2 separate regions of the Gossypium hirsutum genome follow, and region 2 is linked to region 1. The links are chromatin contacts, called in public Hi-C maps. All regions are on one chromosome and are shown on one strand. Each heading gives the region's core, a stretch centred on a gene start, on an enhancer-like site or on the middle of the called end of the contact. The rest is flanking DNA. Distances are from core to core; before and after follow the strand shown. Region 1 holds the start of LOC107961882. Region 2 holds the start of LOC107961888 (pentatricopeptide repeat-containing protein At4g20770).

Region 1 (4,623 bases), core at 1,300-3,799:
TGCAATCAATGTAATGGGGGAGTAACCGATTCGGGGGAATGGGAAAACAGCGAACCAAACAGCCGTTTCCTAGTGGGCCCGCTGCATAGGGGGAATATGCATGCAGAGGGGGGAAAACAGCGAACCAAACACGCTGTTAGAGTTACTTTAGATTAGTTTAGGTGGAATGATATTTAACTTGATAAAAAGATTGTTTTAATGTATATTTATTAAAATTATGTTAGTTTAAGACTACTAAAAATAAGATTGAATTGGGTTTCACCTTTTAGGTTGTAATAAAATTAAATTATGTCCACAATTAAATTTATTTGATTTAAGATTTTTAGGTTTTTTCAAATTTAATAATTTTATATGAATTTTTTTATAAAATATATATTTATATGTTTTAGAATTTACAATATTTCATATAATTTTTTTAATTAAGTAATGAAATGATAAAATTAAAGCATTATATCATCACCTCGATATTATAAAAATTAAATTTAAAGATTAATCAGAATAAAAAAAGTTTTCGTAACAAATTAAAAAAAATTATTTAATTTAAGTACTAAATATTGCTCTTTTTAGTTTGACTGATTTAGGGTTAAGACCTAAATTTTCACTACTCTACCACGTGGTTCCACCGTTGATAGGGGATTTGTTATTTCCGCCTCAAATTTTTGCTAGGAACAAACCTTATCTTGGGTTTGGACTTTGGTGTTTGTTGCAAAAGAGGTGCTCAAATAACAAATCGTCTATAAATAACCGGTTCCAGCACTTTATCTCAATATCCACGATTTAAAAAAAAAAAAAAGAAAACCTCTAGATCTCAAAAGAGGTGCCTCACTGCCTTGAGTTGTGATTTCTGGAAACGTGAAATAACTGCGACAAAGATGGCACCGGTGAGATTTCCTTCGGTGAGTTTCAGTAGAAAAAGCTTTGGAATCACCCTTGGCCTATGATTGAAAAGCGAACCAAAACATTCTCCGATCTCGATTCCTCTTGCCCGAATTCCAATTTCCCCGTAGTGGGTGTGCCTTGAGTTGTGATTCCATAGTTCACCCTGGCAAAAGCAAGCTCGTCTCTTCTGGTGATGAGAGGGTGTGGGTGTGCGAGTAGGCCAGGGGCCTCAGCTGCAGTCACTTGCGATGCCCACATCCACTCTGCTAATCATCAGGCTCGTCGCTACCAGCTTGTCCTTGTCGACCCTTTTCTTAATGCTACTAATTGTCAACCAGATGTAGTGCTAGGTTCTGGGTCGTTGCCCAGTCCTACTCTCAATCCCTAAACTCACCATGGAAACTAATCATGTCAAAACTGTTCTTTGTTTTGGTTGTTGCTGTTGTTGTGGAATAAGGGGGTGGTTTGTGTTTCTAGATTTGTTACTCAAACCACCAACCATTCACGAAACGAAGAGGGAGCACTAGTGGAAGGGGAGGGGGTGTTTGTTGATGAAAATCAAAATGATGCAAAGAATAAAGAAATCAAACATTTACCTTTCATATTCCTTTAATATACCATTTTGGGAATGGATTCTTTGAACATATTATATATATACGCACAACTGCTTCTTGGATGAATATTTCTGGGATTTTGAAGATTTCATTAATGGAGATCTGGATTATAGATATTTGGATTTGAGTTAGTGGTAAGTTTTGAAACCTTTCGGGTTTTAATGGAGAAGTACCATGTGGGTCTTTCATGGGACTAGGAGTTCTATGTTTTGAACTCTTAGCAGCCTCCATTATCAAAAAGAAAAGAAGTCTTTCAAAAAGTTGGATCATGAATCTCTTGATTATCTAATCCATACCCTTCTCTTAGATTCTCAATCAAACCACCCTTCTCAGTTCTCACCACGTTCGTCCTCAGTGATTTTCTTTTTTCCATTTTTCTTCATAAGCAAACACACAAACGCTTCTTTACAATCTATCACTGTCGTTGGATTCCAATCAGGTCTTATGTTTTTCCTTCTTCAAGTGTTTCTTAGTCACCACTGCCGTTGAATATACAACTAGATTTTTGGATGAATATCTGCAGACTTTAGTGTGTGTTTTTAGTACTGTCATTATTTTTTTAAGCGAGAAGATATTTACATGTAACAGTAACACAGTAAAAGATTCTTTCGTTTGCGCAGGGGGGGCTGACTAATAAGGAGTGAGTTGTTTATTTCCTCTGTTCATATATTTTGAGTAATGTTGGAAAAATTTTGCTACTAATTTATAAAATATTTTTAATTAATAAGATTAAACATACAAATTTATGGTGGTTCGATATATATATATATATATATTATAATAGCCTTAAGCTGATAAAGAACAAATAATTATATTTGATCCTAGTCAAAAGTCCGAGATAGATATATCCTTTTACCAACAATTGTTTAGAAAGTACAAATTATGATAAAGAGTTTAAATTATAAATTTAGGGTGGGTTTGGATAAGCGATTGGTACGGTGCTGTGCGTTTAACTTACTTTTTGTCTCACGCTACAGTATCTAATCTCACCGCCACTATTATTTTTAAACTAACCTCAAGGAAATGCACCGTTCATCCAAACTCACCCGTGAAATGGTGAACTTCATGAGTTATGGCTTTAAATATATCGGCTCACATGCCCTCGCCCAACCTTTATGCGTCGGTGCTTTTGAATTCACACCCTTGCCTGACTTGAAAATTGAGCATGCCCCTATTCCTCCACAAAGGAGGCTATCAACTTCACCTCTTCTCTTGGAGCTTTCTTCAATCCCTCCGAAGATACAGCCTGAAAAGCAAAACCCTTAAATCCCACATTACAGCAGGAAGAAACAAACAGAAATGGCCAGACAGCAACGGGTCGGACTTTTGCCCACCCGAAAATTTATACAAAACAGATGTGACCCGGGGAGAGAGAGAGAGAGAGAGAGAGGTCTGGGTAAGTAAGATCCCTTTCATGCAAAGATCAATGAGATTCGATTAGGACTGGAACTACCTGCAGGCAACTTGCCCATTCTTTTTTCCATTTATGAATAACCTAATGCTAATTATTCATGTCAATTAAAGAACTAGCAATTTTGCTTGTTTTACATTAATATAAATTTATTTATTTTCTATGACTGCTGTTCAATTCAGGGTCTAGATAAGGCCGTAAAAGCTGACTTAGCAAGAATACCAGAGGAAGAAATAGGCATCGGGGCAAGGCTACTATCTGTGGAAAGTTCCCTGATAGAGCTGAAGAGTGTGATTTGCGATTTAAAAGCAAAGGTAGATTTGGTTGATGACTTGGTGAACCTGGTCACTAAAGCAGTAATTGATAAGGATCTAAACCATATTGACCAGCCAACCATGGTCTTGATGGATGAAGCTACAAAGGCCTTCACTGAAGCGCCGAACGAGGCTCAATCTCGCGGGAGCCGCCGCGCTGCTGCCAGAAATGTCGGAGGGCATCAGGGCAGTTCTAGGGACATTGCAAGAGAGGAAATAGGCATCGAGGCGAGGCTACTATCTGTGGAGAGTTCACTCGAAGAGCTGAAGAGAATGATTTGGGATTTAAAAGCAAAGGCAAAACTGGTTGATGACTTGGTGAACCTGGTCATCAAAGCAGTAATTGATAATGATTTCAACATTGAACAGGCAACCGTGGTCATGATAGACGAAGCTACAAGGGCCTTCACCGAAGCGCTGAACGAGAGCTGCCCTGTTGTTGGCGGAAGTGGTGGAGGTCATGAGGACAGTTATAGCAAGCACAATTAATATTGTGATACTTTGTTTTATTTTACTGGTTTCTGGAGTTTGTGAAAAAATCTTTAAGTGCCATAATATTATCTAATAAGTTTCAATGTATTGATCCAACAATCAAAATTTTACTGTGAAAAACATTCCAAAAACCACCCTACAGTGATATGGGAAAGCTAAATTCACAGTAAAATGTTGAGTAACAATATGCTACTTAATTAAACCTATATATATTGAAGGCATATATAACCAATTCTTTGTGAGGAAGATTTATTAGTGTTTACTTGTTAGCAGATTGTTTAATTAATTAACTAAATTTTCGTAGGGAAAAGGTTTGGTAAGAGTTGAAATGAATTCGTCATCCACTACCATGAACGGGATGACCTAATATTTTGGGTTCTTTTTAAAGGTTAATATAACACTTCATACTCATATTTAATTTCATACCTGGTTTTTTATTCCATTTCGTATTTTCGCACCATCTTCCGTCGGCGGTCCGAGAGGGGGCGCCAAAACGCATATTCGTCATTCACTAGCATATTCTTGGGATGACCTATTATTTTGGTTTTTTATTCCATTGTCGTATTTTCGCACCATCTATTTCATAAGTTTATTGTCATTCAACTTTAATCCTTTAATTTGTCATTTTGCTACTGGATTAATATTATTTAAAACTACACTCATGACGCAACCAAAAACTTTATAAATAATAATATAAATAAATAATATCTATTTTACTAACAAATATTAGGTATAATTACGAATTTTGAAAATGAATTATAAATGAATAGTAAAAATATCTATTAAGATATAAAAACCTTAACAAGAAGTACTAAGTTTAAAGAAAAAAAAACCCAGAATTTTGAACAAATGAGTATCCATAAATTATTTTACTATTAATAATACTTACCGAATTTATAAATAAGGTTTTTAC
Region 2 (4,615 bases), core at 835-3,334, 300 kb after region 1:
TTCTATCTTCCCACACTTTGAGTACATGCCAATCAGCCCACCAGCAACATAATTATCAGTATGAAGAGCAGCCTTTTGCAAGGCAGCATGGACCTGTTTTCCACCCTCCAGAAAGGCCATTCCAGCACATGAGCCAAGGATAACAGTCACAGTAGTCCGATCAGGTTTTACACTTTGAAACTGCATTTCCCTAAAAAGATCTATTGCTTCTCTGTGATTCTCATTCTGGGAATAGCCAGAGATTATAGCATTCCATGAAATAACACTTGGGCATGACATGTTATCAAACATTTGACGTGCAGTTTCAACATCTCCACCCTTTATACACGCTGCAAGCATATTAATATATGTAACCTCATCAGGTTTAAAACCACTAAACTGCATTCTTTGAAAACACTCAATAGCTTTCCCACTATTTCCTTTCTGGCCATATCCAGCAATCATTATATTCCAGGAGACAACACTGGGTTTTCCCAAAGTATGGAAAACCATCTCAGCACTCTTCATAATCCCATTCTTAGCATACATATCAAGCAATGAGTTGCCCAAATAAAGATCATGTTCAAATCCAAGCTTAAATGCAAGACCATGTATTTGTTCTCCAAGTACAACATTACGTAATAATCTATCTCCATTTTCATAACAGCCAAATTCATCATACTCTCCCCCCTTTGCACAAACACTCAAAACAGCAGACAATGAAACAGAATCAATCCGAACCCCTTTCCGAGACATCATTCTAAACATCTCCAAAGCCTCAACGACCCCATCAATCCTTCCTAACCCACCCATCATTGAAGTAAAAGTAACCTCATTAGGTTCATCAATGTCTGCAAAAATTTGAACAGCTTCCCTCATAACCCCACATTTAGCATAAACAGACAATAACCCATTACAGACAAAGATATTCTTATCAAGACCAATCTTAATGACAAGACCATGACATCTCTTCCCGAGCTGCAAATCAAAAACACTTCCACAGGCACTTAAAACGCTAGCAAAAGTAATATGGGTGGGCAAAAAACCTTCCAAAACCATAAGCTTATAAACATCCAAAGCTTTTTCCTGGTGCCCATTTTTTAACATTAAACTAATCAGGTTGTTCCAGGAAACAACGTTTCTTTCAGGCATTTGTTCGAACACTTTACGGGCAAAAGTTAAGTTCCCAGTTTTGCAATAGAAACTCAAAACGGCGTTCCAGGAATAAATGTCCTTCTGAGGGGTATTGTCGAATGTACGATGAGCATATGTTGGGTCGTTGCATTTGGAATAGAGTTCAATGAGACGGTTGCATAGGAAAGTATTGGTTAAAAGGTTGGTGCGAAGAATGTAAGCATGGAGGACTTTGCCTAGCAGAAGAGATTTGTTGTCTATGCAAGTTTGCAAAAGGTTAGCTATGCCCTTCATGTTGCTTTTGCTTCCCACTTGGCTGTATTTCTTGCAGACTGGTAAACACCAATTCAAAAAACAAATGATGTTAATGATAAATTGGGTTAGTCAATTCTATTCTACCTTATCAGCTATGGGGCTCCAATAAAATGAAATCAATCATATGCACATAAGTGAAAGCCGAACATCAAACAAAGTCGAAAGGGTGTGTAGTTGTGTACCTAAAATCCAGAGTCGAGGCTCGGATGTGCAGCCCGGAGAAATGGTTTCAAATAGCGGTGGAGCAGCCGCCAGTTCGCACCACCGCTAAGAGAGCAGACAATATCTCATGACTCGAGCAGAAGAAATGTTGTAAGTGAAGTTTACGCTGTCAAATGACCTCATTTAATTTCCTTGTCTGTCGGAAGGAGAGGGCTTTGGGTCAAGTCAATGAAGGAGGCCGGGACAGTAGTGGACTAAAGTGGTGAGAAGCTTGTTTGGCGGCGTGGTATTGTGTGTTTCATGGCCGGGGTACCGCCCGAGTTCCGAGTTTGGAGAAAAAATTTAGCCTGGTTTAAGGAATAGGGCTCGCGCTTTCATTTAAGGCTCAGGCTTGGTCTTGTCTACCCTATTTTTTAAGTGAAGTAACCCATTTATGGTTTTTTTTTTTTTTTTTGCGTCAATTTTTAAAAAGTTTTAAGTTGGTCGGAGTTTTCTTTTTGTTCAGTAGAGCTTAACATTTTCTTGTCATCCATTTTATTGAGTTATCTTTTTGTTTGTGGTCATTTTCTCTTACTTGTTTTAAGACTTTTGAAGTGGCGAGTTTAAAATTGGTATAATAACTTATTTAATTTTTAGCGATTATATATTTTATGAATTTGGTCCTAATTTTAATAAAATCAGTAAATCTAATCCTCAACTTTTATATATTATATTAATTTAATCATAATATTTATATTTATATATTTAAAATTATTTTATATTAATATTTAGAAAAATACCTCTTCTCCCTCCCATTCTCCCCTCCCTCTCCTCCACTGTCCCTGGGGGAGGGGTAGGAGGAACAGAAATGGGAAAAGTATTTTTATTTAATATTAATATAAGATAAAGTTTTTGATATATTAACGTAAAATTATGAATAAATCGATATAATACGTAAAAATTGAGGGTTAAATTTGTTGATTTTATTAGAATTAAGATCAAATTGATAAAATATGTAATTGTTAAGGACTAAATTATAATTATACCAATTTCAAAACAGCCATGTCATCCTTCCGTCCAAGTTTTATCAGCAATTAACGGAAAAGGACGAAAAGAGATTAACCCAATAAGTTTGGTGACCAATTTAAAACTTTTTATAGTTAAGTTACAAAAAAATAAAATTGACCATAGTTAAGTGACTTCTATTGTAATTTTTCCAAATTAAATCTCTACTACTATAATGTAAATATTAAAAATATTAAAATGATTAATATAAAAGCTTAATAAATAAAAGATATAAATTTATTACATATTAAATTAAAAATAACCTAAAATTACCTTGGGTTTAACTATTTATAAATATAGGTGGGGTTATACAAAAATTTAGGTCCATATTTTGGGTCGAGTCGAACTTGAGTAAATATGATTTGTAAAAAGAAAAACAAGATGTTTTATTTCTTCATAGATGGTAACAAGTTTGCTTTAACATTGTCTCTCGTTAATTTTAAAATGTGCCTTTAGATTTATAAGTGAGGTTAAATAGACAACTTTTGAAATTAAAATTGCTTTTGAATCTAAAAGCAAAAGCAATATTTTTTTTTAGCTTTTGCATTTGTGAAAATAAACATTTTTAATATGTATTTTATTTAATATTTGTATTGAATACATAATTATTTCATTGTTTAAATTTATTTTAAATAATTAATATTTATATATTCAAAACAAAATATACAAATAATTAACATTAATTTCTTAAAAATACTTAAAATTTAAAATTTAAAATTAATGTTATTTCTCAAAAACACATTTTAACAATAATACAAAACACTTAAATTTTAACCTTTTTTTTTTTGCTAAATACTCTTTCACGACACTTTTGAAAAATTCTTATGAAAAATGCATGTTTCATAAGTTGCTGAGTGCCAATATTGCAAATAAAAAATATGAAAGTAGTATTTCTCTAAATCGTTTTGAAAAAAGAACTAGGGATAAGATAATAAATGTTATATTCTAAAAATATTATTTTTAAGATTCGAAAATGGAAGGTGCGCCGGCAATACTTGATAGTTGATACCAAACATATAAAAATGTATATTACCAAATATTTTACGAGTGTAAGCCCACTTTTAACGTGGCCCATGAAACATGGCTTTGAATGGTTGCTCTTCTTTTTCTTGGATGAGTCCCATTCTTCATTCTTGCCCCTCTAATTGGTCTATATAGATCCATGATCTCCTCCATATAAGTTTTTTTGTACTTCCACTCTGACAAGATAGAAGCTAAGATTTTCCCCTGAAACTTTCCCTACCTATCAGCCTCCATTCAAAGATTCCCAAAAAATTAAAAGTACACAAGATTCTCTAAGATTCTTTTGCTAACAAAGTTGTCTTGCCAATATGTTACTTTCTCACCATCCATCTTTCATCTCACCATTGAAGTCAAGACTCAGTCTTCCATATCTCTACACTCAGCCTCCCAGGCTGTCCATTCCCTACTCACCAGCATTCAAGAATAAGCCTCTTCCATTCTTTGCCATAACCCAACATTTCTTCTCTACATTACCCTCCAAGAATCACCAGCCGCTCCTTAAATCTACACCCCAAAGTTCGGCACTTCCTGTTGTTCCCCTTGATGGTAAGGAACATAATGTTGAAACAGTGAACAAGCAGCTACCAGAAGGATCCCAACAAGAAGACAAGAGCTTCTGGGGTGCTGTTAGTTTGATTATTGGTACGGCTGTAGGGCCTGGAATGTTGGGTTTACCCGCTGCAACGATAATATCAGGTCCACTTCCATCAACCGTTGCCATTATTATTTCTTGGGTTTATGTTATTTCCTCCATCATTCTTATTGCAGAACTAAGTTTTGCAGTAATGGAAGAAGAGGGTGTAGCGGAAGTGAGCTTTACTGGCCTTGCAACAAAGGCATTAGGAAGTCATTTCGGTGCTTTTGTTGCGGTCATTTATGCCTCCCTTAGTTTTTCTTTATTAGTGGCTTGTGTTTCAGGCATTGGTTCAATAGTGTGTCAATGGTTTCCTTGGATGAA

Evidence for each region. Hi-C and Micro-C count contacts between places; a contact is called where the count stands out from the background.
Region 2: a contact with region 1 is called in a Hi-C map of leaf, with 2.4 times the contacts expected there. The contact joins the promoter of LOC107961888 here to the promoter of LOC107961882 in region 1. A contact is called at or near these places in 3 of 34 Hi-C or Micro-C datasets (callus and leaf).

What each region holds. Positions count from the first base shown.
Region 1 is chrD11:54,555,081-54,559,703 of Gossypium_hirsutum_v2.1, forward strand. It overlaps LOC107961882, which reads left to right and starts at 2,550. Exons shown (of 2, transcript XM_016898043.2): 1 at 2,550-2,889; 2 at 3,087-3,958. The coding sequence starts at 2,659. The coding sequence ends at 3,707. It also overlaps LOC107961880.
Region 2 is chrD11:54,854,639-54,859,253 of Gossypium_hirsutum_v2.1, forward strand. LOC107961888 (pentatricopeptide repeat-containing protein At4g20770) reads right to left here and starts at 2,085. Exons shown (of 4, transcript XR_005920526.1): 1 at 1,611-2,085; 2 at 1-1,445. It overlaps LOC107961889 (tyrosine-specific transport protein), which reads left to right and starts at 3,868. Exons shown (of 3, transcript XM_016898054.2): 1 at 3,868-4,615. The coding sequence starts at 3,966.